Linked DNA regions of Mus musculus: all the other regions are linked to region 3. Evidence: chromatin contacts called from public HiChIP or PLAC-seq data. All regions are on one chromosome and are shown on one strand. The core of a region is the stretch at or near the end of the contact, and the rest is flanking DNA. Distances in the headings are between cores, read along the strand shown. Region 1 holds the start of Prr23a3 (proline rich 23A, member 3). Region 2 holds the start of Foxl2os (forkhead box L2, opposite strand). Region 3 holds the start of Mrps22 (mitochondrial ribosomal protein S22).

Region 1 (2,700 bases), core at 119-2,618, 260 kb before region 3:
GGAGACTATTCCAAGGAGCTTTGGAGATGGCTTTGAACCCTGTACATGCAAGTGAGGTAACCATTATAGCACATGATGGTGTTGGGTAGTTTTCTAGGAGAGTAGCCCGGAACAACAGAGAGGTAGATAAGTCGTGTCCAAATCCTCAAAAATTCACGGGAAAACACTAAAGGCCACCAAGAACTTAAGACACCTACTAATTTCTTTGTTAGAGAAGAAACAGGTGTTGGGGATTTTACCACTTGAATTTCTAGGAACTTTTAGGGCCTCGGGAAGAGTCCTTTGGGTCAGCAAGGCTTTAATTCTAACATCATGGGGCCTAAGTGCCTTGCAACTAGGGGTAGAGAAGCCCCTCAAAGATTTGTGCAGGGCAGTTCATTCATAGACCAGTCGCTTCCGGGCCCTGCGAGGAGCCCGGGGAGAGCATGGAGGGCATGGCGGAAGCTGCTCTTGGGGATTCCGGGAAGGAGATGGAGGCAGAGGCTGCAGTGGTGAGCCAGGGAAGGGTCCCAGCATGTTGATGTCCAGTTCCCAGATGAACCTAGGAGAATATTGCTCTGCTCCAGTGGAAGGCCCTGGGACTTGGTCCTGAGACAAAGGACTGGGCACCCCTGGGATGGAGGAAAAGTTCCCATTGGCCTGATCATCTGGAGGGCTAGCCCAGTGCTCCAGAAATTCCAAGTCTGCATCCTCATCACAGACATCCTCTTGGTAGAAGTACTCACAGAAAGTTTCCTCCTGGAGACCGACTAGATGATCCTGGGGCCCGTCCTGGGCAGCGGCTCCCTGCGGGCTGATGGCCACGAATCCAGGCTGTCCAAAATGGGTGGAGTCTTGGAGCCCCTCGGGGACCAGGAGGATGGTGTGTCCTTGGAGCGACACTTGCAGTACCGAGGTGGGCTCTGGCTCCAGCAGCAGGTCGACGCCGTCCAGGGGCAACTGCAGGGCAGAGCCGGCGGCCAGGAACACCACGGAGGTGGTGGGCTCGGCGGGCGCTTCCAACTCGGGCTGAGCCAGGGGCTCTGGGCACGCGGGCTCCTGGTGGAGGCGGCGGCGCTTGGCAGGGCTGGGTGCTGGTGTCTGCGGTGACCAGCAGGGCGCGGGGTCGGCGCTGGGGCTGCGGGGCCTGGTGCGCAGCATGATGGACGGCTCTGTGGGGCTGGAGAGGCGCGGGTGCGGGGTGCAGAGCGGGCAGGTGCGACGGCGCGGGCGGAGCGGCTACAGTCTCGTGCTCTGCAGCTCTGCGCTTGGCCTAGTGGATATTGCGTACGCAAGGTGGGTCACTTACTAGATGCCAATCAATTTTCAGAAGATGAACCGGAACCCAAGTTCAGACGGAAAAGGTCAGGTTAGGCTGCACCTCTGGAAGCGGGAGTCCTGGAGGCTCCGCCCCAGGAGTGTCAGGCTGGCCAATAGACTTGGCTGTAGTTGGGAAATACATTTTTTGACCTATAGGAGGCAGAACTGGTTGCGCAGTTTGTCTCACCCGGAATAGAATTTCAAGATGGCTCAAGATTAGAACTTCTACGGTTTCGGGCATTCTAAAAATCACTGAGAAACTTGCACCATCCCACCAAACCACACTCCGTTAAATGCCACGGGAAATTGCTTTAGCGCGGTTTAGAGAATGGGTTACTAGGTAGTCCGGGCGGATGTGAGTAGTCACACCTGAAATCGTCTTTGTCCCACTCATAAATCCCGGGTTCTAGGGCCTAGGTAAAGGAACTCTGAGGCAAAGACGAGCTGCTGAGTGGCATATGGGCTCAAAACCAAACCAAACTACACCAAAACAAGTCTGGTCCAGAGAGGGTTCAACAGAACTCTCTCTCGTTGCCTAGCCTGATTGATGAACTGAATTTGATCTCAGTCTTACATGGTGACACTGTGGCACACACATTCACATAAATAAACGTAATAAAAAATATTAAAAAGAAAAATCAAAAGTAAAAATGCGCGGGGGGGGGGGTGCGTAGAAAAAAGGGTCTTTTGTATGCTATGCATCCCGGACTTCTTATCTAGAAGACTGACTTTGAACTTTTTGTTTGTTTGTTTGTTTTTGTTGTTGTTGTTGTTTTCGAGACAGGGAGTTTTTAAAAAAAAGATTTACTGTAGCTGTCTTCAGACACTTTTTCTTCTCTCTCAGTCCAAAGATTTGTTTATTTATTATCTCTAAGTACACTGTAGCTGTCTTCAAACACCCCAGAAGAGGGCATCAGATCTCATTACAGATGATTGTGAGCCACCATGGGATTTGAACTCAGGACCTCTGGAAGAGTAGTCAGTGCTCTTAACCGCTGAGCCATCTCTCCAGCCTGACTTTGAACTTTTAACCTTCTGCCTTGGACTCCCAAGTACTGAGATCATAGCCGTGTACCACAAGTGGATTTATGCCATGCCTGGAGTTAAATACAGCCAGGGCTTTCTTATATCACTTGCATGCTCTGCTCATGGAGGCCAGAAGAGGGCACTAGATCCCCCTGCAACTGGAGCTACATATAGTTGTGAGCCTAGGTCAGGGTGTTGGAAATCAAACCTGAGACTGCTGGAATATCAACAAGCACTCTTCATGGCTGAGGCGTCTCTCCAGCTCCCTTCCTCCCCCTTTAAAAAACTGTATTATTATTTGTGTGTGTATGAATTCATGTAAATGCTTTTTTGCATCATTTCTACCCCCTTTTCTCCCTTGTGTTTTTCTCAAAT
Region 2 (2,700 bases), core at 147-2,646, 350 kb before region 3:
GCCGGGCGCAGGCGAACTGCAGGCCGGGCGCGCTCGTGGGCGCGGGTGCCGGGGGCGCGGCGGTGGCCGGGCTGGCGGGACTGAGCTGACCCGGGGGAGGCGCGGCAGCCCCGTGGTGTGGCGGGGCTGGCGGGGGCGCAGCGGCCGCGTGCAGATGATGTGCGTGAGGGTGCGGGTGAGGGTGCGGCGGCGGTGGCGGCGGCGGTGGTGCGGCAGGAGGGCCCCCCAGGCCGTTGTAGGAGTTCACGACGCCCGGAGGCAGCGCCATGCTCTGCACGCGCGAGTACGGCCCGTAGGAGGCGGCGGGGCCCGCCAGCCCCTTGACCACCGCGGCTGCACCGGGGCTGCCCGGGCCGGCGGCTGCAGCGGCTGCAGCAGCGGCCGCCGCAGCCGCCGCCATCTGGCAGGAGGCGTAGGGCATGGGCGAGGGAGGCTGCGGCAGGGGCCAGGAGTTGTTGAGGAACCCCGATTGCAGGTACTTGGGTGGCGCCAGGTAGCCATAGCCATCGGCCCCAGCTCCGGGCACGCCGCAGCCACCCGCCGCTCCTCCGCTCCCGAAGAGCCCCTTGCCGGGCTGGAAGTGAGCGGGCGGCGGCCGGAAGGGCCGCTTCATGCGGCGGCGGCGCCGGTAGTTGCCCTTCTCGAACATGTCCTCGCAGGCCGGGTCGAGCGTCCAGTAGTTGCCCTTGCGCTCGCCGCCGCCCTCGCGCGGCACCTTGATGAAGCACTCGTTGAGGCTGAGGTTGTGGCGGATGCTATTCTGCCAGCCCTTCTTGTTCTTCTCGTAGAACGGGAACTTGGCTATGATGTACTGGTAGATGCCGGACAGAGTGAGCCTCTTCTCGGCGCTCTCGCGGATCGCCATGGCGATGAGCGCCACGTACGAGTACGGGGGCTTCTGCGCGGGGTCTGGTTTCTCCGGTGTTGTCCCGCCTCCCTTGCCGGGACTCGGCGGCGACGCCTCGGCCTCTTTGACTGCGCGTCCGCTCTCCGGAGCCAGCAGGGTCCCCGCCGTGTCTTCGGGCTCGGGGTAGCTGGCCATCATGACAAAAGCCGGCTCTCCGCGGCCGGGCAGCCCGGAGGCTGTGCTCTCCTGGTGCAGGCTCGCCTTGCAGGCGGGCGCAGGAGTGTGCGCTCGGCGCAGAGCCTCTAACTTCTGCAGGCTGCGGGGACCGGAGGCCTCGCGCGGCTCTCACTCTCTTCTCTTTTCCCCCCGGGGAGCGGTCTGCGGGAGTGGAAGTCAGCCTCTGGCCATCGGGAGTCTGCCCAACAGCGAGGGGCTCCGGCCCCGCCGCCCCTCCCCGCCCAGGCCAGTCCCCGCCTCGGTGGGTTTTCTTGGCTGAGCTCTCCCCTCCCCCCACCGCCCGGTTTCCCCGAGGCGCGACCCGCGTCTCTGGCGCAGCCGCCTCCTGGAGTCCCTAGTGCGCCAGGAGCCTCGCTCCGTTCTGATTCGTATGGGCTCCGCAGAGTTCCGCTTGCGTCAGGGGCCTTCGCCCCTATAGCGGGGCAGCCAGCAGCGCACGGGCGAGTTCATCTCTAAGTCTCCTTTTTTTTTTAAACGGCCGGCAGAACTTGGACCGGCCTTCCCGAGCCTCCGGAGCCTCCCGGGCCCAGCCAACAGCCTGCCTCACGCTCTTACGAGTCTTGAAAATCTGCGGGTGTTTGCTTCGCCGAAAAGCCCTGGTTGGGGCTCGCTGCGCCCTGCCAGTGCCCCGGGAATGCTGACCCCAGCGAGGAGAGGTGATCCAAGCCTCTGGGCAGCTTTCAGGTGAAAGAAAACAAAACCCTTTGCTCTGTGCTTCGGGCTGTGCTGGGGCTAGACTTCTAGCTTTGAGGCTTAGGGAGGGGCGAGATGGCAAGGGGGCCGGACCGGGGTGGAGTGGCCGAACTTTGCGGCAGCTGGAGGTAAACCAGCTCAGAGCTCGTGTCACGGAAGGCAGAAGCTTCGGCCTGCTCTGTCCCTCGAGCTCTCTGAGCCCAATTGAGGCTGGGGAGAGGATCGCTGGGAAGAGACACCCAGGAGTACCGCTCACTGGCATCGGACGTTTCGCTTCTCTGTGCTGAGGTGGATGTAGGGACCAGCTTTCTCCTTGGAACTCGCCTTGCAATCCCACAATTTGGGTGTGTGTTTTAAAGATCAAGTGGTATCCCTTGTACTCTGGCTTGGACACAGACGAGGATGTTGCTGAGGGGCTTTGGGGACTGTTGCGTGCACAAGTGTCACGCGTGGAAGGCACGGGGCAAAAATCTGTTCTTAAAGACACACGTGATACTGCGCAAGTGTGCTGTTCAGAAACCCAGGTATGCTTATATATGTACAATGTGTGAGACTTGTATTTGCTTATTTTTGCTTAGTGAGGTGTATGAATCAAGCACCAGAGTACATGGTTGTATCCATGAACATGGTTCGTGGATACAACCTCTTTTTTTTTTTTTTTTCCTGTCTTCCTTTGTCCTTCCTACCCTTACAGCCGTTACCTGCATCTTCTCCTTCCAGCATAGGTAAGGAAGGAAAACCACAGGCTGGGGAGGCGCTTTCTCGCGTCCCAGTCACGAATGGACAGTAGTCTTTCCCCTTGTTTTTAAGATAATAGCCGAAGTCTGGTGGGGATCCAGTTACATCTCCGAAAATAGAAAACGGACTTAGAGGAATTCCTTCCGTGCCAGCACAACATCAGGTGTGCCCTGTCACTCAGCCTT
Region 3 (2,727 bases), core at 163-2,662:
CATCCATCCATCCATCCATCCATCCATCCATCTATGCATCCACCCACCTATCCATCCATCCATCCATCCATCCATCCATCCATCCATCCATCCATTGATCCATCCATCCATCCATCCATCCATCCATCCATCCATCCATCTATGCATCCATCCATTTACCAATCCATCCATCCTTCCATCCATCCATCCACCCATCCATTCTTTCATTCAACAAGTATTTGTTCTGCACATAAACAGTACTAGGTAAAATTATAATAATGTATAGGCATAGCCTTCATGTGGTGAGAAAAATAAGCAGATAATAAGGAGAATGACCAGAAATTATAGAAGGGCCGATGAAGGGAAGGTATAAGGTGATTGGTGGTTATGGATTCAGAATGAAGAACAAACATTTGGGGTGCGTTTGAAAAGTTTGAAAGAACTGCAAACAGTTGGATTTAAACCCGCAAGTGGGGGAAGAGGTCTAGGAGGGCAATACACATTCATTATTCAGAACCATAAAACCAAAAAGAAAAGAGAAAAGGAGCACAGAGGAAAAAAATACAAAAACAAAACAAAAAACCTGTACACACATCGAGAGACTCAAACACGTACTTGTGAATAAGCAGTTGGTGGGATGTTGCACGTGCCCATGTGTTGTTAGGACCCGAACCTAGGGCAAGTACTCTAGTGCTGAGCTAAATTCCAAGCCCTTATTTTGTTTCTTTTGGTTTTTTTTTTGTTTTTTTTTTTTTCGAGACAGGGTTTCTCTGTGTAGCCCTGGCTGTCCTGGAACTCACTCTGTAGACCAGGCTGGCCTCAAACTCAGAAATCCGCCTGCCTCTGCCTCCCAAGTGCTGGGATTAAAGGTGTGCGCCACCACGCCCGACTATTTTGTTTCTTAATGTATGTACTCTTAACATGTATGTATTATGTGTGTATGCATGTGTGTGTATGTGGTATATGTCTTGTATACAAATGATAAAGCTAATACTATAAACAAACAAACAAAAGTAAATGGGCTGGTGAGATTCCTGCTCAGGTTGTAAAGATACCTGCTACCAAGTTTCACCTGAGTTCCATCTCTGGGTCGAAAGAGAGCGGCGACTCTCCCAGGCTATCCTCTGACCTCCACATACAAGTTCATGCGCATGCACACACAAACAAAATTACTTTAAAAAAATTCTTTAAAAAGTTCATTCCCACATCTGTAATCAGAGGTCAGAAAGCGGATTGCAGCGGGTTTGAGGTCAAGACTGCAGAGACTGTCTCTAAGAGGGAAGCGGGGCGGGGCATATAGCTCATTCCATACAGTGCTTGCCTTGCTTGCACAAAGATTTTAGTAGTTTTAAAACGCTTCCGCGGCGCCTTGCCTCCACCCAGACTACATTTCCCAGAATGCTGCACAAAAACCTCTCGAGCCGGAAGTTGCTCTATCGATTCCGGCGCAAAGAGCGTCTGGTAATCATGGCTGCAGTCAGAACACCGTTGTCGCTGTGGAGGTTCCAATTGGGCTCTCGGCGAGCACGGCGGGTCTGTACTCGGGCCACAGCCCAGCGCCACCCCGATGCTCTGCTCGCGACGCGGCCCCAGCCATTCGAGGTGGGGCAGCCTCGCCGCCTGCTCAGCTCCGAGGCAGGTGAGTGACCGCCAGAACTCTGCTGAGCGCCCGGGAAACTTAGAGCTTGCTCTAACGAGTGAAGGCGGCTTGTCAGACTGCGTGCGGCTTCCGTCCGTCCTTGCAGAACTTATCTAAGTCCTCATTCATTCATTCATTCAGTCACTAGTGCTTGCGTGCCGCCCCTTGCAAAGCATTACACTACATTAGCTTGGGGCATGCTGTAGGGTTGACCTGGACTCTGTTATCCCAGTGGCGATTGGCAGAGTTCTGTGATCCAGGCTACGTCGGGCATGGGGGGAGGGGGGGGCGGAAAGCACTTAGCTGCCTTTCAAACTATGTTGGACGCATAGGGATGAATCCCAGGGAAAATACGGGCAACGCTGCCACCAGGCTAACCATGCTAAGGTTAAAAGAACAAGAGGACACCATAATAAGCAGAGGTATAGAGAAGAAACTGAACGCTGGTATTTTGGGGGAACGTATTTTGGAGTTAGGATTGATAATGTCTAAGTAAGTGTCCAGGTTTTGATGGTAAGCAGTTGAATGGAGACTCGTGGCAAGCTAGAGAACATTAATGGTAGAAACAGTTTATGTGGTTGATTTTTGAGTTTGGATTGATGACTCGGTAAAATGAAAATTAAAAAACGGGAAAGGAGGCGGAATTTTGCTTGTTTTGTGTTGAAGTTGAGATGTCTTTGTTATTCCAGGGTCAGTATACAGTTAGATACAAATTGAGGCGCACTGGAGTAAAAAAACGATCACTAGAGTCGAGCAGGTGCGTGAGCTTGTCTCAAGACAGTGTAGTGCTGAGCATGTATATAGTTACTGGAGCTTGTGGGTGACCATGAGAATAAACACAGGAGTTTGGTCTTCAAAGAAACGTTCTCGTTAGTTTTGTGTCAACTTGACACAAGCCAGAGTTATCTGAATGGAAAGAAATGCCTCCATAAGATCCAGCTGTAGGACATTTTCTTACTTAGTGTTTGAGGTGGGAGGGCCCAGTCCATTGTGGGTAGTGCAATGCCTGGGCTGGTGGTGGTCCTGGATTCTATAAGAAAGCAGGGGGAGCAAACCAGTAAGCAGCACCCCTCCATGGCCTCTGCATCAGCTTCTGCCTCTGGGCAACT

Evidence for each region. HiChIP or PLAC-seq counts read pairs in DNA pulled down with a chosen protein or histone mark.
Region 1: a contact with region 3 is called in an H3K4me3 HiChIP or PLAC-seq map of stem cell-derived neural progenitor cells, with 2.3 times the contacts expected there. The contact joins the promoter of Prr23a3 here to the promoter of Mrps22 in region 3. A contact is called at or near these places in 14 of 39 promoter capture datasets (the 3T3-L1 cell line, the C10 cell line, the HPC-7 cell line and 7 more), 5 of 15 datasets of contacts at CTCF or cohesin (embryonic stem cells, large pre-B cells, pro-B cells and 1 more), 34 of 484 Hi-C or Micro-C datasets (the G1E-ER4 cell line, the HL-1 cell line, Sertoli cells and 6 more) and 6 of 115 datasets of contacts at active chromatin or transcription factors (the 230-238 cell line, embryonic stem cells and stem cell-derived neural progenitor cells).
Region 2: an H3K4me3 HiChIP or PLAC-seq map of embryonic stem cells shows a contact between it and region 3, with 47 read pairs. The contact joins the promoter of Foxl2os here to the promoter of Mrps22 in region 3. A contact is called at or near these places in 21 of 39 promoter capture datasets (the 3T3-L1 cell line, the C10 cell line, the HPC-7 cell line and 12 more), 4 of 15 datasets of contacts at CTCF or cohesin (embryonic stem cells, hippocampal excitatory neurons, pro-B cells and 1 more), 72 of 484 Hi-C or Micro-C datasets (3T3-L1-derived adipocytes, B cells, the C10 cell line and 38 more), 21 of 115 datasets of contacts at active chromatin or transcription factors (T-cell acute lymphoblastic leukemia, Th17 cells, craniofacial prominence and 12 more) and 3 of 9 other capture datasets (adipose tissue, embryonic stem cells and liver).

What each region holds. Positions count from the first base shown.
Region 1 is chr9:98,863,435-98,866,134 of GRCm38.p6, reverse strand. Prr23a3 (proline rich 23A, member 3) reads right to left here and starts at 1,368. Exons shown (of 1, transcript NM_028033.1): 1 at 1-1,368. The coding sequence starts at 1,140. The coding sequence ends at 376.
Region 2 is chr9:98,954,006-98,956,705 of GRCm38.p6, reverse strand. It overlaps Foxl2os (forkhead box L2, opposite strand), which reads left to right and starts at 1,396. Exons shown (of 8, transcript NR_003248.3): 1 at 1,396-2,301; 2 at 2,472-2,502; 3 at 2,588-2,678. It overlaps Foxl2 (forkhead box L2), which reads right to left and starts at 1,099. Exons shown (of 1, transcript NM_012020.2): 1 at 1-1,099. The coding sequence starts at 1,045.
Region 3 is chr9:98,600,364-98,603,090 of GRCm38.p6, reverse strand. It overlaps Mrps22 (mitochondrial ribosomal protein S22), which reads left to right and starts at 1,412. Exons shown (of 8, transcript NM_025485.3): 1 at 1,412-1,618. The coding sequence starts at 1,447.